Regions from separate parts of the Mus musculus genome. Here region 2 is linked to region 1. A link is a contact called in public HiChIP or PLAC-seq data. All regions are on one chromosome and are shown on one strand. Each heading gives the region's core, a stretch centred on a gene start, on an enhancer-like site or on the middle of the called end of the contact. The rest is flanking DNA. Distances are from core to core; before and after follow the strand shown. Region 1 holds the start of Extl3 (exostosin-like glycosyltransferase 3). Region 2 holds the start of Ppp2r2a (protein phosphatase 2, regulatory subunit B, alpha).

Evidence for each region. HiChIP or PLAC-seq counts read pairs in DNA pulled down with a chosen protein or histone mark.
Region 2: a contact with region 1 is called in an HNF4G HiChIP or PLAC-seq map of pancreatic cancer cells. The contact joins the promoter of Ppp2r2a here to the promoter of Extl3 in region 1. A contact is called at or near these places in 1 of 39 promoter capture datasets (pre-B cells) and 1 of 115 datasets of contacts at active chromatin or transcription factors (pancreatic cancer cells).

The regions. Positions count from the first base shown.
Region 1 is chr14:65,096,718-65,100,362 of GRCm38.p6, reverse strand. Extl3 (exostosin-like glycosyltransferase 3) reads left to right here and starts at 2,257. Exons shown (of 7, transcript NM_018788.3): 1 at 2,257-2,366. It overlaps Gm52119 (a long non-coding RNA gene), which reads right to left and starts at 993. Exons shown (of 3, transcript XR_003951142.1): 1 at 273-993.
Region 2 is chr14:67,070,572-67,074,067 of GRCm38.p6, reverse strand. It overlaps Ppp2r2a (protein phosphatase 2, regulatory subunit B, alpha), which reads left to right and starts at 1,597. Exons shown (of 10, transcript NM_028032.3): 1 at 1,597-1,978. The coding sequence starts at 1,972.

The sequences.
Region 1 (3,645 bases), core at 1,008-3,507:
GGAAACTCAACCGCCATCAAAACCAAGCTAGATGCTTTCGGGTTCTCATTTCCCAAATTCAAAGAATGAAATTCATGTACCACAGTGGGGGTGAGATTTAGGTGGAAAAACCCAAAAACCTACTGTTGGGAGAGAAAGACAGAGACGCTCCTGTCCAGCGGGAAGGGTCCTCTCCCCCCCAACCCCCGGGGGCTGGAACCCCACTGAGCAGCGTCACTGCCTGCAAGTTAATTGGGCTTTAGCGGATGGAGGCAGGAAAGAGGATGAGTTACCCAGTTCAGCTTTCATGCCAGGTGTCGAGGTCCTTGCAGTTTGGGTCACAGCCTCAGTATGGCGTCCAGGAAAGGGGTAGGAGACGACGACCTCCTTCCTGGCCTCTCCAGCCTGGTGGCACTTGGCTTAGGCACTTGTGGCATCTTTGACCTATTTCCAGCCTTTAGCCAAGAAAAGGCCGATCACTCCCTGCGCCCCAGCCTTGTCTAGTCAATTTCTACCTCCTGCGCTCATCAGTGGGAGAGAGGAGCGTTACATGTCCCCAGAAAGGGAAGGAGGAAGGATGGTTCGATGGTTAGTTGTTGTCAACTTGACACAAGCTAGGATCTTCTGAGAAGAGGGAACCTCAGGTATGGGTGGGTAGCACGTGCCTTTAATCCCAGCAGAGGCAGGCAGATCTTTGTGAGTTTCAGGCCAGCCGGGTCTACATAGTGAGTTCCAAAATAGCCATGTAGAGGGAGACCTCAAAATGTTCTCCCCCAAGTGGAGAGAGGGAGGAGGGAAGGGGGGAAGGGAGAAACTCGTCTATCAGATTGGCCTGTGGGCAAGTCTGGGGCAGACCCAGCCTATTATGCACAGAGCCACCCTTGGGCAGGTGGTCTCTAGTGTAAAAAAGAAAAAAAAAAAAAAAAGAAAAAAAGAAAACTGAGCCAGCCATGGGAAACGAGCCAGTGAACAGCCTAACTTCAAGGCCTCTGTTTCAATTTCTGCCTCCAAGGGCCCTGCCCTGCTTTAAAGTTTATGCTTCAGCTTCTTTCAATAATAAACTGTGACTGGGATGTGTACGCCTAATAAACCCTTTCCTCCCCAAGTTGCTTTTGGTCGTGGTGTTTTATCATAGTTACAAGAGAGTAAAATAGGATAGATGAGGGAAAGAGCGGAGCCTGACTTGGAGATGGGTGGAGAGATCAGGAGATGAGGAGACTGCTCCAGAAAATCAACTGTCAGGGTTTTAAAAATGTTTTGTTTTGCAAAGGGAATGGTTAACTCAGTCTGCCGTGGGAGTGGAATCCTGTTTTCTCAGCCTCCCTGTCCTGAGCACTGGGTCTGGGTGCTCCCAAGAAGGGCAGGTGGAAGGGTCAGCAGCTGTGAAACCATCTCTGGGGTGCAGTTCTCCTTAAAGTAACAGACCACCCAAGCACAGGGATGGAAATGAGCTAACCTAGCTGGGTGTGTCTGGACTCTGTGGAGGAAGCCCTGGGGCAATAGCCTTGTTTTGGGGGACTCAAATAAATACGGAGAAGCAATCTGACTTTAAACTATACTACAATTGTTAATTTTAATAGATGAGTTTGAACTGTTTTCTAAATTAACTCGTGCTACTTTTAAAATTGATCCTATCTCCTCCCTCTTTCCTTCCCTTCTCCTCCTCCCCCCCCCCCCCCCCCCGGTCTCTCTCTGCCTCCTCTGAGCCCTCCCTGCCCCTGCCCCCCCTTCTCTCTATATTCTCTCTGTAGTAGAAGGGTCTTCCCAATTCCCAAACCACAGAGCCTGGCTTTAAAGTATTTAAAAGATACTCCTTTTAGTCCATAACTTGCAAGGTTGATTAATCTGTTTTGCAAAGCCGGGGATTTTTTTTCCCCCTAAGCATCTACTCAGCCCCGCCCTTTATTTGCAGCTAAATATTTAAAAGTGTTTCAGAACTGTGGGTCATTGCTAGCACGGGGTACCACATTTGGGCATGGGCTTATTTTTAGGTTGAGGGTTACCCAGATTAATGGGGCCTCTTCTCCAGGCTCCTGGCCCTTCTCACAATCACTGGCACCCAGCCTGCGCCTGGGATCCAGGAGGGCAGAGCCCACCGCCCCCCTCCGCCTGTGCCTTCGGACGCGTCCGGAAAGTCACGAATGTCTCTGCGCTTTCCTCTCGCTCGGCAGACGCAGGTTCGGCCGTTTCCGGCCCATCTTCGGCAAGTTCCGCCGGCGCGGGTCGGAAATGGCCGCCGGCCGGCAGGGGGAGTGGAGGATCCGGCCGGCAGGGGGAGTGGAGGATCCGGCGCGGCCTGGGAGGCGCGCAGCCGGCGGCCAGAGCGGCTTGTGGGAAGCGGACTTTCACGCAGGCAACGGCGGTGGCTCGTTACTGACTGGAAGCCGGTAGGAGTCCGGGCGGCATGGAAGCCCGAGGACCCGGGCAGGGCTGGAAAGGCTGGTGGGAAGCACCGGGCAGCCTTGAGCTTGCGGCTGTGGCGGGCGGGGGCACGAGCGGCGGTGCCTGGGAGCTGCGGCGGCGGCGCAGCCGGGTAGGCCTGCCCCGCGCGGGGGCCTCGCTCCGCTGGGGCCGGGCACTAGCGGCCCACGGGAACATCTCCCGTGGAAGCGCAGCCTTCAGCTCCCCGCGATCACTCCCACATCTGGCCGCTTCTCCTCGGCACAGCTGCGCGCCGCTGCCCGTCGGGCTCTTCTCTCCAGGTGGCCACTTCCTGCCAGGGGTCCAGGTGTTGCTGTGCTCTGTGTCCTCCCGGGGCCTGGGTGTGCCACAGCTGAGGGATTGGGGGTCCCCGTGACGCCCCACATGGAGTGACTGTTCTGTTGGCGACAGCCCCATGTCAGAGCCCGAGAAGCTGGGCAGCACCGAGTGTTTGCCCTAGTCCATAGTGAGCAGCTGCTTAGCCTCTGTTGAGATATCCACGGCCCTGAGCCCACTGAAAGTCGATGGGTGTCAGCCTCCAGCCTGGATCGCTGCTCTTTAAATTCTCAAGGCCTTTAATAGATCCTCTTCTTTTGGGGAAGAGGAAAGTCAATATGTGATTTAAGAGGTGGCAGTAAGCGGTTCTTCACTTTTGTCTTGTTCTTGTTCCACTTGGAGAGTCTGGCATTTCAAGGCTGGACTTCTTGACCCTCTCTCTTCTACCCTCCCTCCCTTCCCATCCATCCATCCATCCATCCATCCAAGCAGGCTTGGAGGTTCCTGTCTATTGCTCAACAGTTAGCTTTCCCCTCTGACTCAATGACTATAACTCTCTGTAGAGTCTGGGATGGTGGTTCTTCCCTGGGGCATTGATAATCTTGAGTGAAACTAGACTTTCTCAACAGCTTATTCCAGCAGAGGACTTTTATATAAATCGTAATGAAAGAAAAACCACTTTCTTAAACTCTTACTTGGTGTGTTAAACATATCTATTTCCTGTGAGGATTTCCAGATCTTTGCCCGTGGAGAGCCTGAAGAGCCTGAAGAGTTGACGTTAGTCTGAATGCTTTCTGGAGGAGACCTAGAATTGTGGCTATTAAGAATTGTGTGTGGGTGTTTTGTTTTGTTTGGTTGTTGGAGATAGGGTCACGCTGTAGCCCAGGCTGACCTGGAGTTCTTGGTGAGCCTGTTGCTTCAGCCTCTGCAGTGTTGGGATTATAAAGCTGGAGCCACCAAATCCAGACC
Region 2 (3,496 bases), core at 348-2,847, 2.0 Mb before region 1:
ATGCTGTTTTTTTTTTTTTTTTTTTTTTTTTTTAATCTAACTTCCAGAAATCCTCCTATAGTCCAGGCTGAGCTCATTTCTGGATATTTGAACTGCCTTTTGCAGTTTGGGAAGTTTCCTTTGGACCTGACACATTTTGTTGTTGTTCTCTTTCCTCCTCCTCTTCCTCCTGTCTTTCTTTCTTTCTTTCTTTCTTTCTTTCTTTTTTTAACTGTTTTAAGATGAGTACATTGTTGTTGTCTTCAGGCACACCAGAAGAGGGAATCAGATCCCATTACTGATGGTTGTGAGCCACCATGTGGCTGCTGGGAATTGAACTCAGGACCTTTGGGAAAGCAGTCAGTGCTCTTAACCACTAGGCCATCTACCCAGCCCTCCTTCTGTCTTTCAAGACAGAGTTTCTTTGTGTGGACTTGGCTGTCCTGGAACTAGCTCTGTAGACCAGGCTGACCTCCAGAAATCTGCTTGCCTCTGCCTCCTTCCCCTCCCTCTCTCTAGGAGGAGAGCTTGGCACTACTAAGAAAGGGCATTTGACCTAGTTAAAGGTGAATAGGAAAGGGGGGGGGGAATGTCAGAGAGTCTGACTGGAAGAGGCTACATTTAAATGGATTTATTTTAATTTTTTGCATGTGTTTGATGTATGTATGTTAGGCAGAGTCTTCTATAGATAGCCCAGGCTAGCCTCAAACTCAGCTGTCCTTGAACTCTAGAACCTCTTAAATGAATACAAGCGCTGTTGAGATTATAGGAATGTGTCACCACGGCCAGAAGAACATATCTTCCTCTTCCTCCTCCTCCTCTTTTTCCTCCTCCTCCTCCTCCTCCTTCTCCTCCTTCTTCTTCTTCTTCTTTTGGTTTTTCAAGACAGGGTTTCTCTGTGTAGCCCCGGCTACCCTGGAACTCACTCTGTAGACCAGGCTGGCCTTGAACTCAGAAATCCGCCTGCCTCTGCCTCTCAAGTGCTGGGATTAAAGGTGTATGCCACCACTGCCCAGCAGAACATACCTTCTTAATCATTGATTTTACCACTTTTATCTGAAAAGACCTTGGCTACTTTTTGCGGCATTCACAACATCCAATTTCTGTGGCGAGCTATTCTTAACTGCTCGCAGTAGCCAAGGGCTCTAGTCCATGGGAAGGTAACCTAATTCACCCAGATGGAACCAGTCCAGTTGTGTCCTTCTGGGCTCAGTGAACTCTCACCTTGGGCAGGCAGTGGCAAGTATGCATCACTCTCCCTTAATTTTGGTGCCTCCGGGGCTCACCCACAGGGTCACTGGAGCAACAAAAGGGGTATTCTCTCGAGAGGGCCAGCTCACCATGTGGTTGAGCATAAGTGAACATATGAGGCCATCCCAAAGTTCCGGCCTTGGCTCTACGGCTTGGGACAGTGAGAGGTGCAGACAGGCCAGGCCTTGGCCACTTGGGCACCGCGGCTTGGCACATCCAGCCCACAGCCACAGCAAACTAAGTGCAGCTCTAGCTCTGTACAGGGACCTTCTCAAGGATCCTAGCGGGCGGGGCGGGGCGAAAGCAAGACAAGAAGGAGGCGTGGCTAACACAGCACGACCCGCCCCAAAGACGCTCCGCCCCCTCAAGTGACGTCACCGGCCAGCCAGCGGGCGCCATTTTGAAAGTGGAGTCGCCTGTCCCTGCCGCCGCGGCCGCCGTCGCTGTCCTAGCCGCCGCTGCCGCCGCCACTACTACCGCCGCCGCCGCCGCTACTGCCGCCGCTGCCGTCTCCACCGCGAGAGAAGGAGCACGAGACGGGACGCCCCTGAGTGAACGCCACCATCCTGCCGACCGCTCCACCCGGGCCGCTTCCTTTCCGCCCCGGTCCCGGTCCCCTCCCCCCTCAGGTGCCATCCGCCTCCATCCGCGCCCTCGATCCCCCCATCCCCAGGTGTGGGGGCTGAGCCCCGGTCGCGGAGACCCCGACGAGCCCGGCAGGGTCACCATTTGCAGCGCGACATGGCAGGTAAAGAAGAAACGGCCCTTGGGCGGCTGACAGGGTGCCGTGCCGCTTCCTCTGCGCGCTCTCCGTCACCCCCTAGCGACCGTGGTGGCGGGGCCTCGGCCTGGGGCGCTGGCCGAGTGTGGGGCGGGCGGGCGGGCCTGGCACTGAGCTGGGACTGTGGGGCCTGGAGGCCGGGCCCGGGGCCTGGCACTACAGGAACACGGCACGGGTGCGTTGGGGGTGGGAGACGGCGTGGGTGGGGCGGGTGCAGGCGTGCAGATGGGTCCCCTCTGCACCCTGCTCCCTCCGCTCTTCCTTACATATTCATTCCTCTTCCCGGTCTACTGAGAACCTTTCTGTAGAAATGTATTCTGGACCGATAAGAAGGAAGACAGCTTTGCAAGTTAAAATACAATGGAGGCATACCCCCACCCCCCCAACTCACGGTCACCCCCCCCCCAACCCCCAGCACCACACAAACATTAATGGGGTAGGTCAGGTTTTGAGGGTGTAAGCCTGAATTTCGTTTTCGATTTTGCTCCCTTCCCGTGTCTTATTTTTTTGCCACTCACGAATGCTAAGCCTTTAATAGAAGTTGCAAGGATTGGGGTGGGGGCTGGGTGGGAGAGAAAGGTAATTTAAACTTTGCATTTTGCACGGTAGCGTTTGGGCAGATGTCCTTTTCCCAGAAGGGTTTCTTGGAGTTAAAATAGTTGTGGAGTTCGCCGATATAAATAGCCAAAGGGAGAGGGATTTTATAAAACCTTGCTGAGGGGGGACGGGGGGGGTGCGGGGGGAGAAAGCCTGATTGAGAATAATTTAGCAAGGAATGGGTAAAGGAAAAGCGAGGTTTAATGTCGTTTGAGAGTCGGTTATCTTTGTACAATTTAGTCTTGAAGCCCTTCCTCTCATAGAGTAATTCTGGATTGAGATTGAGTTTCTTTTCCAGAAATCCCGGGGTGCCCCCATCCCCCCATTTCCTCTTCAGTGCTGAGCAGTGAGTGTCGGAGATTAAACCAATTTTCCTTTCTTTTCAATATTTGCATAGATAATAGAACCTTTAAAGAAGTTATGCTGGACTGGTTTACAGTTTGCTATATAAACAGGCTGCCCTTTGACCTTGCTGAACAATGAAATGATAATTGGAACTGTATTGTAGGAGATGAGCAACGAATAAGGTTGCTTTTTTCTGGGTCCTTTGGATGCAGTAGGTGAATGTGGCAGGAGCAGCCTCCTTTGACCATCTCTTCCCAGGCGTGCATTTCCGCCCCTTTTCCTCTGTCTGCAACCAGTGATTTGCTCCTAACGAATGCAAAGAAATGGGTGTTGTGTTTGCTTAGTCCACATGAATCATCCTCTCAGGCAGTAATGTTCCCGAAGTTTTCTCTTCGTTCTATATTTCATGGTAGTTTAGCCTTATAACTCTTTTGTAGGCCTTTTGTACATTTAAAGGAAAACTAACTTTGGTGCTTTGGTTGGTTTTGTTTTTGTTTTTGTTTTTTCCTGGTAGGTTTTAACTTGAAAGGTTCTGACTGTCTT